Linked DNA regions of Zea mays: region 2 is linked to region 1. A link is a contact called in public Hi-C data. All regions are on one chromosome and are shown on one strand. Each heading gives the region's core, a stretch centred on a gene start, on an enhancer-like site or on the middle of the called end of the contact. The rest is flanking DNA. Distances are from core to core; before and after follow the strand shown.

Region 1 (4,625 bases), core at 1,152-3,651:
AAAACCTTCTCACGCAGGTCGAAAAAACCCCGGAACCCTTGCCACACCCATACACAGCGGCACTGTAGCCCATATGAGAAACGACGGCGACCGGGACCGGGTCTTAGACCTGTGCTTTGGCGTGGGACAGACGAGGAGATTTTTTTTAACCACAACCTGAAATTCGCTCCCACGGGGAGTCGAACCCAGGGGTTCACTTTATCGATAAGGAAAAAATATCGGAGGTTGGCGATAAACAGGATTATCGGAATTAGCGGAATTTTATCGATGATAAGCAAAAAAAATCGGTGCAAATTTAAAGAAAATGACTTAGTTTGTTTATATATCACATAGACTTTATTTGGACATTTAACAAATGAAACCAACACAGACCAACCAATCAAGTATTGAGAAAAAATATAGGGTTTTTAGTGCCCTAGGAGAGCATGAGAAGACATATAGACCAACCGACTTTTAATTTGAACATGTGGCAAATGGCAATTCAAAAAATTTAAAAATTTCGGCCGATAAAGAAAACATATCGGAGCTCACCGATAAACAGGAAAATCGGGTTTATCGGACATCCTATCGCCGATAAAGTTTTCCCTAAGATGACTTTCTTTGAATATTAATTGATATAACTAAGGCTAAAAACTATTGCTACATCATGACACACAACAACACAGGCAGAATAGAGAACTGTAAGTAAAATCAATAATGAATCACATGGTCAAAGCAGAAGCATGGAAAATGGTCAAATTAAGAGTTTAAGTTTCAGACACCAAAATACATGATAATATAGCTAATATAGCTCAGTGAATTGTTCATAATGAGAACTCATAGTTTGTAAAAATAATGAATGTACAGTATATTATTTCTCCAAATGTATATTATTTCTCCAAACCCAGATATGTATAGAGAATGAACCCGGCAATCCCAACACCAAGAAAGAGGAAGCAAAATATGTTCCAATTTATTGTACAGTATATGAAACAAATATGGATTAACTAAAGCATATGAGCTTGTTGAGTTTATTCAAAACAAAGGGGTCATGTCATGAACGAAATCAAATAAACAATATTACAGCTTGGTTGTAAGCAAGACCACAAGAATGATACCTGTTGTTTCCTCCGCCAGTCCTCAACCCCTTCTTTTGCCATGGTGGCTACAATCACGACACACAGCGGCGCAAGCGCGCTCACTGCCGTGTATGGTGCAAGTGGAGTCAAGGCAAGGATACCAGAGACAAGGAAGTAGAAATTGGCCACCCTCCTGAACTGCTCGAAGAGGGACTTGGGCAGGAAGGTGGCCAGATTGTACTTTGTCGTCGACACCTCATTCAGCAGGTAACTGAATCCCTCCTCTTCAAGCCTATCAGGCTCATTGACGTACACGACTCTGGAGAACCCCACTGTCCCAATCCGTAAGTGGTCATCACTAGAGCCCCCGTGACAACGCATGAAAGTCAACAATGTGCTGAGCTTAAGTTTCTCCAGCCTCTTCGTCGGCGCCATTCCTCCAGACTCAAGTGAATCACTGCACCAAAGCTACTCCCAGATGCCCCAAGAAGTCGACAAGGCCAAAACCTCACGGGTTTTTTTTGGAACTCCCCGCCGTAGCAGCCAATTCGCTCCAACCTTGTCCAAATCAATCTTACTGCAGAACGCAATTGGCAATTCCCTCTGAAGAAGAGCAGCTGAGATTCGAGCAGCAAGAATCTCCAAGAATGCAGCTCGCAATAATTCAGCTCCTCTCCCAACCAACAAGTAGCCCCCAACTACCTAAAAAAAGCAAATAAACTGCACAGGGAGAGGGACTGAACCGAGAGCCACCCCAGGCCCTCAGCAGAGAAATCAGCTCCTCCCAGGATCGAGAAGACGTCAACACTCAACAGCGCGGCGCCTCTGAAATCCCGGCGTGCCGCCGCGGCCCTGCGCTCCGGAACCCCGTCCTCCTCCTCCGCCCCGCTACGCCAAGACTCTTGAGACGGGAACACCAGATGTCTCGATCCATGCGGCGCCCGGCTTTCCCGCGGCGCTGCGTCTATGCTCTCCCCAAGGCAGAAAATGGCCCACGAGAGGACGACTATAGGTGGCGGGAATCTCCCTTCGCGCGGGGGCGGCAAGGTAATGCCCCCCCGACCCAGACGGGGACCCCACCTCACCTCAAGCGGAGCGGCTCGGGTTCCGTTGCCTTGCCTCTTTCCGACGGTGAATCATGTGGCTCCTCTCGAAGGGAAAAATCGAAGCTCCGGGACAGGGAGGGAGGAGACGGACGAGAGGGGCGAGGTCAATGGAAAATGGGAGTGAGCAGGCGCCGCGCGGGGCGGAGCAACGCAATGCCGACGAAGCGAAGTGCACGGCGACGTGTGCGATCGGTTTGGTAGTTTGTGGCCTCCTAACTGATTTTTTTATTTTCGCCCTTCTTCGAAAATCTCTAGCGGGACAAAACTGGTTTTTAGGACTTAAGAATCGATGCTATAACCTATAATATCCATACCTGAAACTGAACTCATCCTATATCCTATTTTATAATTATTTCAAACTTTACTTTGTAAATATTACAATTCACAGAGCAAAACAGTGTGGCTTCTTTTTTTCTGTATGGTATCTGTGACTCGTCTAACCTTATTTCGTGTATCTCGCATCTACTCTCACTCTGTCCTCACAGTTGACCCTCATCATCATCGTCCCCACTCTTCATCTTCAGTCTTGATGCTAGCCCTCAGTCTCTATCTTATTTTTTTATTAATAACTTAGTTCGTGATTTAGTTAGTAAATTATGCAATTATTAATTAGTAGTAGTTATTTAGTTAGGTAGGTAGTTGGTAGTAGTAAGTTTAGGTAGTTATATTTAGTAACTTAAAATTTTGTTAGTATTTACTAGTTAGTAGTAGTTATTTATTAAGTTTAGGTAACTTGGCATCATATGTAGTTAGTTAGGTATATAAGTTAGATATTGTGTAACTAGTTAATTAGCTAAAATTTAGTTAGTTTGATAGTATTTAGTTAGTTAGCAATCTGGTTGCACTTAGTCACCTATATCTAAATTTGTTTGAAGGTATACTCAAGTTTTCATATGAAACAGATGGATAATCTAATAGCTTCGCACCATGACGACATTGTGGACAAAGATAATTATGGAAATGTTTCGTTTGTTAGAATGCAAAGCGAGTCTATGTTACTCAATGATCAGCCACCATTTAGTGAGTTGGTTGCTATAAATAGGGAAAACTAGTATGTACATAAGGTTGAGATGTGTCCTTGTGATTTGAGTTTGTGATAAGTGACTGTTAACATACTAGCATCTTAGTTTGAGTCGTGTAGACTATCCAGGTGTGAGTGTGTATGCAATATGTCTCTTACCTTTGTGATGTGCAGGTGCAGAGTCCGTAGACGGTGGTCGATGATAAAGGTGAAGGTCATGCGAGTTCGTGCCAATAAACCGAGAGAACTGAAGGATGAGTGATGAGTGTTAACTGATAGACTAGAGAAGCTGGGTGACCAGATGTGGTGGCTGATACCTGAAGACATCGCAAGCACGAGGACATAGCCATGTGGATTGTGTTGTCGACACAATTGAGGATCGACAAGACACAAGTCTAGGATGTGGGGACACATATGAAGTATGTTACCTATAGAGGCTTGGTGTTTGAGATTTAAAATCACCCAACAACGGTTTCACGGGTTTGGCCTCAAAACTCAGTGATGTGGTTTCAAACGGAAGCGGAGGCGACACATGGAGCCATCACAGAGGATGCATCAAGGCGATGCAACTTTATGAGGGGGCATGGTCATCAGGTTGTCGGGATGGGAATTGATCCATTTTATACTTGACTGAGTGGATAAGCTCTATATATCTAAGGGTATGTTGGGAGTGTAAAATACCCTATATAAATAAGAAGTATGGGTTGCACCAACCAACCAACCATCTAGCTAGCTTTTGGTTTTTACTCTCTATTTTCTTTTGTTAGGAGATCCTTAGGTGATTTGGATTTTTACATCAATGTACTTGTAATTTGGAAAGCATGGCCTTAACCACGTCTTGTCCTCTATGGTAAATCCATGTCCAAGTCTAAATTGCATTAGAATTTTTATTTGATTTCTCTCGCTCAAGCTCTTTTTTATTTTTTAGTGAATTCTTGAATCTAAGTTTGTTCGGAATCGTGGGCTACTTTAGACATAGGAGACACTCCTAGATTTTTTTTTCATTAGCGGGTATGGACTGATTCATCTTGAGTTCAGGTTTTAAGAAGTTTGAACAACTTTGAGAAAACTCCAATTCGAGTTTGAAATTTCCGATCTATTTGCAAACAAATGATATTTTCAAGTTCAAACTTCTAGAACACTCTTGAATCCTCCCTATCTTATCGTCCACAATTTCATATTGATTTGTGTCTTTTTGATCGAGCAACACTGCCGCCCCTAGTATTGCTGGCTAGAAGAGCGACACCGACACTCAGTTCTGAGAGGTTTTTGATTTGCCTCTCCCCAGATTTTCTAATGTATGATTTGTATTTTATATGTTTTAATAGCTTGATATTATTCTCAAGAACTTGTTCAAGCTAAGGCATCCAACCATCAATTAGTTAAGGTGTTTTTGGTTTTGGAACTTTTGTGGAGCTTTGGTGTCTTAGAGGTTGGGAT
Region 2 (4,200 bases), core at 7-2,506, 300 kb after region 1:
TGCCCCACTTTGCCTAAGGTTAGTCGTTCGAATTGAATAACTAACCTTAGGCAGAAAAGTTAGGCAAAGTGTGGCAATTGGGGTAACGAACCAAACATGCCTGAAGTCTCACCAAATATGAAGATATAGAAAAATGCTTCCAGATGGTGATAGAGGTAGGAGCTATTTTCTACCTTCTGTATTGAAGCATCGTTTTTAGCGCGGAATGCTGCTCCCACTGTCCCTCCTGCCTCGCAACTGCTGGAATAAAGAAAAAAATGGAGTGCAAACAATAGGATTCCATTTGTGTTATATAAAGGAGATATATTATAAATATAAATATATATATATACCAATAATTGGGAAAAAATATAATCGTGTTTGAAAAATATCTCATTTAACTAAGGTCAATGTGTCAATGCATAGGTAATTAACTAGTATGTATACTAATTGTGAATGTAATTGTCTATTTATCTTTTTTCTAGTATACAATGTACTTATGTATCTTTTAATTACAAAAAATCGTAGGTCCAAAAACAAATTTATGTTCGCGAAATCGCGGTCATGTCATGACGCTAGCATTTTATCATCATCATTAGTAAGCTATGTTATACTCTCTCCTCTGTTTCAAAATATAGTTATTTTTAGCTCACTTTTTCTTCTATCAACATTCATTCAAATGATAATATATATAACCTATATTTAATATTATTTAATAAATATGTGATTAATCTAAAATGAATGGACGGAGGGAGTATACAATATAAAAAAATGTCTAACATCAACGAACCTTGGCAGTTGGCACTGCGCACAATAAAAAATCCATGATTTTTGCCTTTGTGTATGCAAAGTTTCCTTAATTCTGCTGGATCCCACCAGCCTACTCGACACGATGACTACGGGGTGTTTGGTTGTTTCTACTAAAGTTTAGTCCGGGTCACATCAAGCGTTTGACTTTTAAATAGGAGTATGAAATATAGACCCAATCAACTGGACTAGATTCGTCTCGTCTTTTAATCTTCGGCTGACAAATTAGTTTTATAATCCGACTACATTTAATTTAATACCCGGAACGGAGGTTCAAACATTCGATGAGACAGGGGCTAAATTTTAGCGGGGTGTAACCAAACACCCCCTACATCACACCGCCACCACAGGGCATAGTCGCATAGGTCCACCCAGCGACACTGCCACTGGTGTGCCGTGTGCAAATGTCCCGTCCCTGTCCCCGTCGTCACGTCTTCTAGAAAACGCCGTTACCCTATTCCCTCCCCGTCGCTATCCACCCCATCGCGTTGCCGGATCGAGCTTGGCTCTCTCGAACCTTGCTTCGCCGCACGGCACCAAAAGCACGGCCGCGCTCTCATCCCCCTCCACACGTTTCCGCCTCCCGATCCATAGCCGCCGTGAGCCGCCGCCGACATAGCTCCTCCCTCTCGCAGCTCTCCAGCTCTCGGAGGCCCGCGGCTCATCAACCCGCGCTTCTTCATTCTCGACATCTCACCCGGCGGCGCGGACGCGCAGTGCACATCACGAGCCGCACGGCACAGCCGCTCTTGTTTTCCTTCGTGGTAGGGGCTGGTGGGCTGGTGGCTTGCCTTCTGATCTTTTTTCTCTTATGTCCGCATGTCGCCTGTGTGATCTGAATGTTTGGTTGGTGCGGACAGGGTTGCGGTTCGACGCGGCCACGGGATGGCGGCGAGCGCTCGGGACAGCGCTGATGCGGCGGAGCGAGTCGTGGATGACCACGACGGCTGGGCGTCGGACGGCGAGATGGGCATGGAGATGGATGTGGAAGGCGAGTTCCACGACCGCGATGCCGACCGGAGGGATGGCGGCATGGATGGTGATGATGAGTACTTGCTGGTGCGTATGACCTTTCATGGTGCTTCTGCCATGGGTGGAGTACCTCTGTTTAGGTCGAATTCGTAAATCTGAGTAGCCGACGCGTGATGGCTCCAGTCGTACTCCTAATTGCTTGCCTAAGGTTCCTGTTGGCTTTTTATTCACCTGCGGAAGAGCTTGAGATCATTCAGGGTTTGGTGGGTAGCACGGCGGGTTACATGTCTGTGCTAGATCATTCAAATTGCTGGTGGACATAGATGGATCTTCATGTGTACTAGGTTTCTATTCTATCTCGAATATAAGTTTATATTGCTATAATTTATGCTAAGTTTTAAGGTGTAAGTGTGTAGGTGTGATGTTATTGATGGGGTGAACCATGTGGGAAAGCATAAGCGGAAAACCAATTGAAAAAAAGAAGGCAATTGTTTTGTAGGTAGGATAGTAATGTTAATTTGCAGTAGTAGTATGTTTCTACCAAAATTCAAAGCGCATGCCAAATTGCGAGGAGACATTAGCGGAGTGATAAACAAAAGCGGGAAAGATTTCTCTAAGTTCCAGTGTTGATTTTTACTCATTTAGTCCTTGGTTGCTAATTGTTTATGGGACAGGGAGACTTGATGTCAATGGGGCTTGTGGCGCAGATTCGTTTTGGCCAGTCATGTAGGTCTAGAATGCTATGTATCTTCTTTTCTTGTGCTTATCTTCAGCCAATAATGACTTGGTTTACCATCCTCTCTGACAGGTCGCTTTCGTACTAGGCATTTGTTGCATAATTTTCTATGGCCAACATGGCACGGTGTCACAGATGCATTGTTTCATCCTTGTTTGATTGGGCTTGGACCAACAAGCTTGAAACACAGATTCCAATTAGAATATTTGACTCATGTCTTGTCCTTCTTGATTGGAGTTAAAATTAATAATTAATTCACTTTTTGTATTAACTACTCACTTAACTGTGTGGCATTTTTTTGGCATAAGCACAAGGTCCACCAGCACTTATTTGCATCGGCTTAGGCAATGATCAATCATGATATGATGATGGCTGCAGCTTACCAGCAATTAAAATCTGTTTGATATTTCTTGGATTATGTCTATTTTTATGCCAAAACTGATAAATGATGAATATGACTCGAACCTTAAGGTTGCTCAGACGGTTTTGTTCATTTAGTGTTTATAACTTATTCATATTGACAACTGTCCATGTTTCTACAGCTCACTAGGATAAGGGACACATCAGCAGCTGAAGCAAGGGCAGGAAAGGATATACAAGGTATACCATGGGAGAGGATACACATAGCCAGGCAAGACTACCGAAAAGCTAGGTTGGAACAGTATAAGAACTATGAAAATTTCCCTCAATCAGGAGAGCTCATGGATAAGGTATTCACTACCACCTAGTCTTATTTCATTAAAGGTTGTTTTTATTATTCCAAATATTCACATTTCCTAATTATTTTAAAATATTTTTCTTAGTTGTGCAAGCAAGTGGAGAAGAGCAGCAAGTATTATGAGTTTCAGCATAACACTAGATCAGTGAAGCCATCAATTCTCCATTTTCAGGTGATTTGGACTCTGTCCTACCATTTATTGCAAGATATGCAGCACCTAACTGTAGTATATTCATTAAAAAAACTAACCGTACTGTATATATGGGAAAAGGTTCTTGTGGATTGTTTATTTCCTTCTTGCCAGCATTTAGAAGTCTTTCTTCACAAACTTGCAAGTTCCCATGTACCACCTGTATGCAACTATCCATATTAGCAAGAAACTCGAGGAAGAAAATCAGTATCATTTTTTTGTGTGGCGCTGTAATAGGACTGCTATATGAAATTATAATTCAACAATGACAACAAAGCCTTTTAGTGTAAAGTATGGTGGGGTAGGCTAGAGTCAAAACCTAACAAGAGCCATTAGTAAACGAGCATGGTGAAATGAATGGTAGTAAGTAAAGAACATTTGTACTTGTTTTTAAAGCAAATGTCTTGTTAATTATAACCAAGAAAAGAGTTAAGATGTGTTCCTTCGCATTAGGATCAGCTTTGTTCTCTGCTATGAAATGGAAACTAGTTAATGTGTTTGTCTGCATCATAATCTTGTCACATGACTCCCAAGGCTGAACAGTACTGACTAACAATTGCTTCTGTAGCTTAGGAATTTGTTATGGGCAACCTCGAGGCATGATGTATATTTTATGTCAAATTCCACAGTAACCCATTGGTCATCATTGTCTCACAAATTATCAGAGGTTCTTGACTTCTCTGGGCACATTGCTCCGGTGGAGGTATTTTCCTTATAGTTTCTTGCTCGCAACCTTCTGATCTAGTAATCATTTTTATGTTTTGATGTTCTCTTCTCTAAAAATCAAATAGGTCTCAT

Evidence for each region. Hi-C and Micro-C count contacts between places; a contact is called where the count stands out from the background.
Region 2: a contact with region 1 is called in a Hi-C map of tassel, with 2.9 times the contacts expected there. The contact joins the promoter of LOC100192544 here to the promoter of LOC103630019 in region 1. A contact is called at or near these places in 2 of 25 Hi-C or Micro-C datasets (endosperm and tassel).

The regions. Positions count from the first base shown.
Region 1 is chr6:133,015,092-133,019,716 of Zm-B73-REFERENCE-NAM-5.0, forward strand. LOC103630019 (putative phospholipid-transporting ATPase 9) reads right to left here and starts at 2,402. Exons shown (of 11, transcript XM_008651115.3): 1 at 1,098-2,402. The coding sequence starts at 1,493.
Region 2 is chr6:133,315,306-133,319,505 of Zm-B73-REFERENCE-NAM-5.0, forward strand. It overlaps LOC100192544 (Transducin/WD40 repeat-like superfamily protein), which reads left to right and starts at 1,257. Exons shown (of 10, transcript NM_001137763.1): 1 at 1,257-1,550; 2 at 1,647-1,845; 3 at 3,037-3,204; 4 at 3,298-3,384; 5 at 3,971-4,105. The coding sequence starts at 1,672.